Regions from separate parts of the Urocitellus parryii genome. Here region 1 is linked to region 2. The links are chromatin contacts, called in public Hi-C maps. All regions are on one chromosome and are shown on one strand. Each heading gives the region's core, a stretch centred on a gene start, on an enhancer-like site or on the middle of the called end of the contact. The rest is flanking DNA. Distances are from core to core; before and after follow the strand shown.

Region 1 (5,115 bases), core at 956-3,455, 160 kb before region 2:
GAGACAGGTTCCCCTGAGTTGCTTAGGCCCTCGCTAAGTTGCTGACATTGGATTTGAACTCATGATCCTCTTGCTTCAGCCTCCAGAGAGTCACCAAGATTACAGACATGCACCACAGCACCTGGCTCCCTCCCTTTCTTTTTTTGCAAGTGCCAGGGACTGAATCCAGAGTCTCATGCATGCTAGACAAGGCAAATGCACAACCTTTGAACTACACCCTCAAACCCAAACCCAAGACCCCCAAAATCCTGATTCTTTTTTTTTAAAGAAGGGGTCTCATGCTGGGATGTAGCTCAGTGGCAAAGCGTCTGCCTTGCATTCCCAAAGCCCTGGGTTCGACCCCCGAGTTCCAGAAAAAACAAACAAAAAAAAAGAACCCCACCAAGAAGGGGTCTCAATGTATTGCCCAGGCAGGCTAAAAGCTGGGTCTAGAAGCGGGCACCACATGCATGGCTCTAAAATGCAGCATTCTGTTGCTATTTGTGTGCTTATGTGTGTGTGTGTGTGTGTGTGAGAGAGAGAGAGAGAGAGAGAGAGAGAGAGAGAGAGAGAGATTGGGGATTGACCCTAGGGCTTTGTACACGCTAGTCAAAATGCTATATTATGGGCTGGGGATGTGGCTCAAGCGGTAGCGCGCTTGCCTGGCATGCGTGTGGCCCGGGTTCGATCCTCAGCACCACATACCAACAAAGATGTTGTGTCCGCCGAGAACTAAAAAAAAATAAATAAATAAATATTAAAAATTAAAAAAAAATGCTATATTATCTAGTGCCTTTATTTTTATTTTATTTATTTTTATGTGGTGCTGTATCATTACTATGTTTAGATGCACAATACCATTGCATTACACTTGTCTACAGTATTCAGTACTGCAATGTGATGTACACATTTGTAGCCTAAGAGTAAAAGTTAAACCACAGATCCTAGGTATGTAGTAGGCTATACCATCTAGATTTATGTATGTTTATATCTTTGATGTTTATATCACATCATTAGGCAATGCAATGACTTTATATACAATACATAATTACTGTTACTTATATATATTTATACAATATATATTCACATATGAATTTATATATTTTTTTTACAGTGTTGAGGATTGAACCCAGTGCCTTGCACGTACAAAGGAAGTACTCCACCACTGAGCTACAACCCCAGCCCTCGAATACATAATATACACACTGAATTTACAGTAAGACATTCATCAGATACAAATGCATGTGAATTATTTACATATTGATACTAGCTATCACTTTATGCAAAACGTGGTCCTTATGTGTATTCTTTTTTTTTTTTTTAGTTGTAGATGAACACAATACCTTTATTTATTTTATGTGGTGCTGAGGATTGAACCCATGCCTCCCGCATTCAAGGCAAGCGCTCTATCATTGAACCACAAATGCAGACCTTTATGTGTATTTTTATTATATATAATTTATATTATAGATGTAACTTTTAGTGGTAGAGGGCTTGCCTAGAATACCAAGGTCTGAGTTTGTTCATCAGTACTGCAAACAAAAATCAAGCCCACCTAGAGACTTGTTTCGTCCCAGCTACTTGGGAGACTGAGGGAAGAGGGTCACTTGAGCCCAGTATTTTGAGACCAGCTTGGGCAACAGAAGGGAGACCCTATATTATAAAAAATAAAATAAGTGACTTATATTATATAATCACAGATACCTACTATGATACATATTTATATGTGAAACTATAATTTTTACTTATTTTTTATGTTTATGGTCTGTCTCACTCCAAAATGTTAGTTTCACGAAGGCAAGACTCCCCATCACTTGGCCCACAGTTTGAGCTCCATAAACGACAAATGAATGAACTCCTTTGGCTACCTGAGCCTCAGTCTCTCCATCTGTAGGATGGGTGTGCCTTTTAATCTGGAGGCACCATCACTTTCCGTTCCCTTTTCCCACAGCACAGAGTACGGCTCCCGGAAATCCTCAGCTCTTGCTTACATTTTCCCGAATTCTGCGCGCTGATACCCACCACGTGCACCAGGCACTGGCCAGACAGGACTACCAACCCCAGCATGCCACTCGCGTTTGGGACGTACCATAGCTTGTAGGGGTATCTGGATCTGAAACGGGCGCCAGAAGCACTGGAGCAGAGGCAAACACCCCTCTTGCCAAGCATCTGTGGTACATTCCAGACCGGGGGCCCTCTAAGGCCCCGCGCTTCCGACCTCCGCGCAAACTCTGGTTCTTCTTGCACGACGGAGGTGGTTTGCTCTTCCGTTGCCCCGTGGCTTCGGCTCATCTCCAAAAAGAAGGCGAGGCTTCCGCCCGGCACAGGGGGTGAGCTGGAGCACCTTTTCCCCAAGCCCCTTGGACAGCATTTGGAGGAGGGCGCCCCCCAAACCCAACTTTGGGGATCCCTTAATGGGTATATCTGGTGGCTACGGGCCCGGGGTGGCATTTGTGGGATGTCTGCTTTTGAGAAGACCCTTAGTAGGCGGCCTTTGGGGGACCCTGGGGTGGGATTTGGGAGTCAGTTTCGAGGAGTACCCCTCTGAGGCAGGCATAATTATACCCCTCGGAGGCAGGACTTAGGGGAGGCTAGGGGAGACTTAGGGTCTGTATATGTGTACTCGTCCGGCAGGATTTGGGGTGTTTCCTTGAGAGAGAGGAGGAGTTGAAGATTACTAACGTCTAGGCGAGGTTTGGGGAGGGCTTGTTTCAGGACAGGACCCGGTGACAGTGGGAACATTCGGGACCGACGTGGCATTGTGGAGGTATCTGTGGTCTTTGTGACCTCTGGTTCTATGATGAAGTCTCCGCGCCTGATGAGGTTACTCGGGACTGCGAGACTGGACACGTTGGGGCTCAGACCCAGGGAGAGGAGCCCCCCAGCTCAGGCTGGGAAAGAGACCGTCTGCTAGGCTCTTCCTGAGCGGACGTAGTGCTTCCCGGCCTTCGTTGGTCGCGGCTTTTTTCATTATTCATGAGGAGGTGGGGCTGTGGTGGGAAGCAGTTTTTGGTCTCTTTCGCACCTGGTTCGCCAGAGGTATCTGCTTGCGAATTATTCTCGAGGGGGCGGAACAGCGTTCAGAAGGGGCATGCTAAAGGGGTATTCCAAAGCCTGCCGAGCAAACTAGAGTTTATTGCTTATTTATACAAAAATCAATCGAGGTGAGTAGTGCCCGGAGTTTTCTGAGACTTTTCTAGGGGCACTGTGCCCAATTTATGAGGGGCGTGGTTTTCACAGCTTCATCTGCATGATCCGCGGTTAGATTTCTCTTATAGATTCCAGGATTTAAGCCCTGTGTCTGGTGAAGGATGAGGCCTCTGCATTTCCTTCCTTCTGGCCCAGTAATCCCAGATTATCAACCGAGCCTCTGGATTCAAATCTCATGGCTTCATGCTAGTTGTGTGATATTTAGCCAAACTTTGAATGAGCATGAAAAATGGGTATCTGGATAACGAGTATACGGATAAAATCGCTCATTTAGCGATTTTTTAAAAAAATATTTTTAGTTGTGGATGGACACAATACCTTTATTTATTTATATGCGGTGCTGAGGATGGAACCCACTGCCACACACGTGCAAGGCAAGCGCTCCACCATTGAGTTACAACCCCAGCCCTTAGTGACTTTATAAGTCCATTTTATCTTCAGAAAAATCCTAGGAGGTATGTTATTATTATCCCATTTTATAGATGAGAAAACTGGGACACAGGAAAGCTAAGTAATTTGCCTAAGATCACACAGTGGCCCAGCCAGGATTCAAACCCAGTCAGTCTAGTTCCTGAGTCTATAGTCTTAATAATCAAATGCTATAACATCCTTCCCCCAAGTTAATAGTAGCACCACTGCTGGGCACAGTGTTGTACACCTGTAGTCAGGCCACTAAGGAGGCCGGGGCTGGAGGATCACTTGCGCCCTGGTGAGATCAGCCTGGGCAATACCCTATTTTTTTTAAAGGAGACTACTATTGTTAGTTATATAGTATTTACTATGTATCAGTGTTCTAAACCCTTTCTACAAATTTAGGCATTTAAACTCCAGCCCAAGCCAGGCGCAGTGATGCACACCTGGTCCCAGCAACTCGGGAGACCAAGAGAATCTCAAGTTAGAGGCCAGCTTCAGCAATTTAGGGATACCCTGTCTTAAAATAGATAGAGGGCTGGGAATGTAGCTCAGTGGTAAAGTGCCCCTGGGTTCAATTCCCAGAACAAAAAAAGAAAGGGGGAAAGAGGAAAAAGAAACTCCAATGCAAGGTAAGTTACTGTTATTTTGATTTTCTGGATGGGGAAATAGTGGCCTAAGTTGGGGGTTTCTGAAGTAGCTGGAGATATCCTCACCCATAACTAATTTTATATTAATGTAAATATGTTTGTGTGTATATATACATATATATATATATACACACATATAGTATTTTAAAGATATACATATTGTAATTTAAAAAATTTAGCAGTGTTTTGTGGCGATATTGTTCTAAGGCTCATTCCATAATTCACTTTTACTGATTTTCATAACAAATTCATCTCTATGAGGTGGATGGGTTCAATCACAATTTTAATCTTCACAGTTGGGGAAACCGAGGCACATGTCAAAGGCAAATAGTGTATCTGGATTTGGTTGGACCAAGGCAGCCCTGGTTCCTGAGCAGTTAGTGAGGGATGGGAAGGAGGGGCTTATGCTTTCCACTGGGTTTCCCTGGTCTCTGCAGGGTCATCTATTATTACTCATGAACAGAAAGGCATGACCACATTGCCTTGACTATGTATCATAAAATCCTTATTTGCTGGGAGGGTTATCTATGAGTGTTTATGGCCATTCGACCTCATGAATAATTAATAAACTGGGTGGGACCTTTCTTGACCTCTCTGAGTTTCCAGGTTGAGCTGCTGCAACGGCATCATTCATTATTCAGGAGCCAGGGGAGCATGGTTTTCCCTGCAGTAGCCCCATTTCCCTGAGTACAAGGTATTAGATGCAGCAATAGGCGGTCCTGCCTCTTTTGTTCCAGCCCACTGGGCCTTATGCATTATTCATGAATAAGATGCAGGCTTGGTCTCCTTGGCATCCAGGCTGCTGCAAGATCATTCATTATTCATGAGCAGTGGGTGTGGCTGCCATGTTTTAACATCCGCTCTC
Region 2 (5,022 bases), core at 383-2,882:
TCACTTCTGAGCACATGCAAATTTGGATGGTCATTCCAGATTCAAACCATAACAAGAAGCTTGGATTTGGCTTGTTACAGTGGTACAAGCCTGTAATCCCAGCAACTCAGGAGACTAAGGCAGGAGGATCACAATTTGTGGCCAATAAAATGGCCTGGGGGCATGGCTTAGTGGTAGAGTGCTTATGAATTCAATCCTCACACACACACACACACACACACACACACAGAGAAGTTTGGATTCAAAATGAAAATGCAGGAATCATTGATAGACATAGGTGTTGGGGAGTTAATAGATTTTTTTTTTCTTGTACTGGGGATTGGACCCAGGGCACTTAACCACTAAGCCACATCCCTCCCCTTTTAAAAAATACTTTATTTTGAGACAGGGTCTCTCTGAGTTGCTTAGGGTCTTGCTAATTTGCTGAGGCTGGCTTTAAACTCACTATCCTCCTCCTTCAGCCTCCAGAGCCTCTGGAATTACAGGTGTGTGCCACTGCGCCTAGCCTGATCCATGTTTAAGATCAGTTTACAGAGGCATTGGTGGTGGATGAGTTAACAGAGTCCAGGGTTTGAGATGTTGAGCAGAAGTCACAACAATAATGAGTTTGGGGAATTTTTGTAGAAGTGTATGCCTTATAGCAGTATTCTCACAGATGTCATTGTCTTTCTTTCAACTCACCAATACTGCAAGATGGACAAAGAAAGTGGGGGTAATGATGAGCTACGGCCCAGAGAGAGGATTTAGATGTCTTTAGGGTGCTAGTTATCCATACCCAAGCTAAGCCATAACCTACCTGCTGGTTCTGAAACAACTTCAGCAGGGAAAATATCCCCCTACCTCTAATCAGGGAAGGCTTCCTGGAGGAGTATATATTTGGACTAGGTTTGGAAAAATGTGTAGGAGTTCACATATAAAGAAAATCCATAATTCACTAGCAGCTTCTGAATTTACATACAGGAGATGCTAATCAGCTGTATCTTGTTGGCAGCAAGAGGAGGAGATATGTCCTTGGAGGTACATTTCACCAAAAGTATCCTTATAACGTTTACTAAACATTTTTCTATTGAGAGTTTGTTGAAAAACCTTAGTTGTCCATGTGGAAGACTATTATTTTTATTATTCCTGGCTACCATCCTCTTATCTGGATAATGGAAATTGAGGGGGATTCAAGTCCCCTCTACGGCAATTGTGGCACATTAAGAGGAGACTTATCACCCTAATTCTCCCCCCCTCCGGTCTTCTCCAATGGTATCGCCCATGAGGGAACCTGTGCCGCTTTAACCTGACTTCTCCTCCTCATCCCAGTGGTAGCGCCAAGAAGAGGATTGTACCATCCTGAGTCCTTTTCCCTCTTGCTCAATGTATCTACTTAAGAGCTAAGGGTACACCTCCCTATGCTCCCGGAAGGAAAGGCAACTTTGTTTTGCTAAACTTTGTACTGATCTACAGAATCCATTTCCAAAGTCCAGCGTCTACCGGAAGCTTGCCTTCGCCAAGCTTCTACACCTGAACACCCCCGTTGATCCCGCCTTCTGTGGAACAGCCCGCTGTACGGAATTGGGCGCAAATATGGCGGCTCTCATGGAGAGAAGCCCTAGCGCGGCCATGTTGATGTCCTGATAACGCCATTCACGGCCAAAGTCTCTGCCGATCCGTAACAACACCTTGTTCAAGTGTGAGTAGACTGCAACCTCTCAGCCCTTATGATTGGGTGCAAAACCAACAGTCCTAGAAGGTGCAGTGTCTGGGGTGAGGACAGGAAACGGAAATGGTCCTCAGAGGCCATTTAAGTCTCGGCGCGTGGCACTAAAGCCAGTGCATGAGGGTATATGGCGTGACAGTCTCTCAGGTGGTTTTGAGGTGATGGCTTTGTTGTATTTTGGGAAGGATAAATTGGAAGGTTTTGTGTGCCAGTTGCTGGTGAATTAAAGAACCCAGTGAATGAGAGTCTGTGGGGGTCAAGGTTAGGAGCCTCTGGGGTAGTCTGCTTTCAGCTCCCTTGAAGCATCATTTTTTTTTTAAATTAATTTATTGATTTTTTATTGGTTGTTCACAACATTACAAAGCTCTTGACATATCATATTTCATACAATAGATTGAAGAGGGTTATGAAGCATCATTTTTTAAAATTGTTTTTTCTCTTCCTGGAGATTGAACCCAGGGCGCTTTACCACTGAGCTACGTCCCCAGCCCTTTTTATTTTTATTTTATTTTATTTAAATTTTGAGCTACAGCCTCACCACCTTGTAGATACTGGCCTTAAAATTTTGATCTTCCTGCCTCAGTCTCCCCCATCTCTGGGATTACAGATGTGCAGCCATATTTTGTCCAAATTTCTAAACCATTTTAATTGTATAGGCCCAACTCCTCTAACAAGTTTATTCTTAGATGTTATATGTTTCCTGCTATTATAATTATTAATAGATTTTTCTTCCATTTCCATTTGCTCATTGCTATTATAGGGAAAAAGTATCTGCTGTTATCATTTTATCTCGAATCCAGCCCCTTTTCACTGTACCTTGTGAATCCTAGTAACCCTTTAGCAGTCTGGTAAGTTTTGAATGTATAAAATCAAATCACTGGCAAAGAAAGCTACATTTTCATTTCTTAATATTTACTCTATTTCATCTAGAGCTCACAAAACAATTTTTGAGACATAGCAGGAGTCTATCTTTGTGTGTGTGTGTGTGTGTCTGTCTGTCCTAGGGATTGAATTCCATGGTGCTTTACCACTGAGCTACATCCCCAGCCTCTTTTATTTTTTATTTTGAGACAAGTTCTAAGTTGCTGAGGCTGGCCTCCTGCTTGTGATCCTCCTGCCTCAGTCTCCTCAGTTGCTGGGATTACCTCTTTTTCTTTTTTGTTTTTGTGATGCAGGAGTGGAACCCAGGGTCTCACATATGCTAAGCATGCATTCTACACCTTCAGCCCTTTTTACTAATTTCAATGGCAATAGTTCCATTTACTTTTTGGTATAATATTTCAGGGCTATGTTTCAATTTCATAAGTAATTTTTGTGATATTTAACTTATTTTCTTCTCTAATTTTAGTCTGAGCTTTTATTAGTAATGGCTGTTGAACTGTGTTAGATGCCTTTGGGGTATAAATTAGTAGCAGCATGTCACCCCTAATTTGCTGATGTAATACATAACAGTATTAATGTTTACCATCTTCTGGAAAGGAGAGACTCAAACTCTCCTGTAGAAGAATTTTTAAGAGAGTTTTTAAAACATTTTTTCCAGTTGGTGTGGTGATGCACACCTGGAATCCTAGTAATATGGGGGGCTGAGGCAGGAGGATTTCAAATTTGAGGCCAACCCCAGCAATTTAGCAAGACCTTGTCTCAAAATAAAATAAAAAGTCTGGGGATGCACCTGTAATCCCAGCCGTTTGGGAGGCTGAAGCAGAGGGATCAGGAGTTCAAATCCAGGCTCAGCAGTGGCAAGTCGCTAAGCAACTCAGTGAGACCCTGTCTCTGAATAAAATGCAAAAAAGGACTGGGAATGTGAGTCAATTGGTCGAATTCCCCTAGAGTTCAACCCACGGTACAAAAAAAAAAAAAAATAGAGGGAGAAAGATTTTAAATGTTAAAATGGAAAAATAATAAAAAGTGGCAGAAGAGACTACCCATTCATTTTCACTGAGATTGCTAAGTCTCCTGTCTTCAGTCACCTACCAGGTCCCCAGGAACAAGTCCCTTCTCTACCTACCCTTTGGAGCTTCACCATTCTCTGCCCCACTTCTACCCTCCCTTCAAACCCAGATCTGGAATTGAAGAGTAGGCTGGCTTGTAGAGTGTGAAGCACCCTGTGGAGCCACTCAAGGATAAGGGACTCCAAGTCCATTAATTTGATCCCAGATTTCATTATCATTTTCATAATCCATGCTGAATAATACTCAGAATAGAGGTTGTTGAATTTTGTGGGATGAATGTGGAACAACACTGATGACATGGATACTGTCCCTTTTAGGATTTCTTGATGTCTCTGTGGAGCCATTGAGCCTTGTACCTTACTGGAGGCTGCAGAATTGTCTGCATATGGACATCTCCCCAGCTTTGGAAGGGGGACTGAGGTCCAGGATGAACATGCCAGCTAATGGGAAATCACCACAGAGGTTCCCTGCACAGATTCCAGGAGAACCTGGAAGACCATTTGAGGTAAGGAGGAGGAGCCTACTTTTTTTTTCTTTTTTAATATTTATTTTTTAGTTTTCGGCGGACACAACATCTTTGTTTGTATGTGGTGCTGAGGATCGAACCCAGTCCTCATGCATGCCAGGCGAGCGCGCCACAGCTTGAGCCACATCCCCAGCCCCTACTTTTTTCTATTTGCTATTTTCTTTCATTATTTCTCTAGTTTGTTTTTATTTTGAAATAATTATAGATTCAAATGCAATGTACTGTTTACCTAGTTTCCCCTAATGGTAACATCTTATTAAACTTTGGTACAAGATCGTTACCAGGATATTGTCATCCATCCCACAAGGATATCTCATGTTACTCTTTAATAGCCGTGACCACTCCCCTCCCATCCCCACTCCCTCCTTAACCTCCGGCAACTACTAAACTGTCTCCTAATACAATAAATAATTGTGCCATTTCAAGAATGTTATAAAAGGCTGGGTACAGTGGTGCATGCCTGTAATCCCAGGGGCTTGGGAGGCTGAGGCAGGAGGATCACTAGTTCAAAGCCAGCCTCAGCAAAAGCGAGGTGTTAAGCAACTCTGAGACCCCATCTCTAAATAATATACAAAATAGGGCTGGGGATGTGGCTCAGTGGTCAAGTGGCCCTGAGTTCAATCCTTGGTACCAAAAAAAAAAAAAAAAAAAGGTTAATGACCTATATCCAGCATTCCAGTTTCTTTTTTAAAATTTTTTTTAGTTATGTGTGGACACAATATCATTATTTTGTTTATTTATTTTCATGTGTTGCTGAGGATTGAACCCAGTGCCTCACATGTGTGAGGCAAGCGTTCTGCCACTGAGCCACAAACCCAGCCCAGCACTCCAGTTTCATA

The links. A called contact is a pair of places that touch in the nucleus more often than the background predicts.
Region 1: a Hi-C map of muscle shows a contact between it and region 2, with 8 times the contacts expected there. The contact joins the promoter of Uba1 here to the promoter of Znf157 in region 2. A contact is called at or near these places in 2 of 2 Hi-C or Micro-C datasets (liver and muscle).

Annotation. Positions count from the first base shown.
Region 1 is chrX:92,678,475-92,683,589 of mUroPar1.hap1, reverse strand. It overlaps Uba1 (ubiquitin like modifier activating enzyme 1), which reads left to right and starts at 2,205. Exons shown (of 26, transcript XM_026413735.2): 1 at 2,205-2,309.
Region 2 is chrX:92,520,304-92,525,325 of mUroPar1.hap1, reverse strand. It overlaps Znf157 (zinc finger protein 157), which reads left to right and starts at 1,632. Exons shown (of 5, transcript XM_077793963.1): 1 at 1,632-1,678; 2 at 3,975-4,162. The coding sequence starts at 4,043.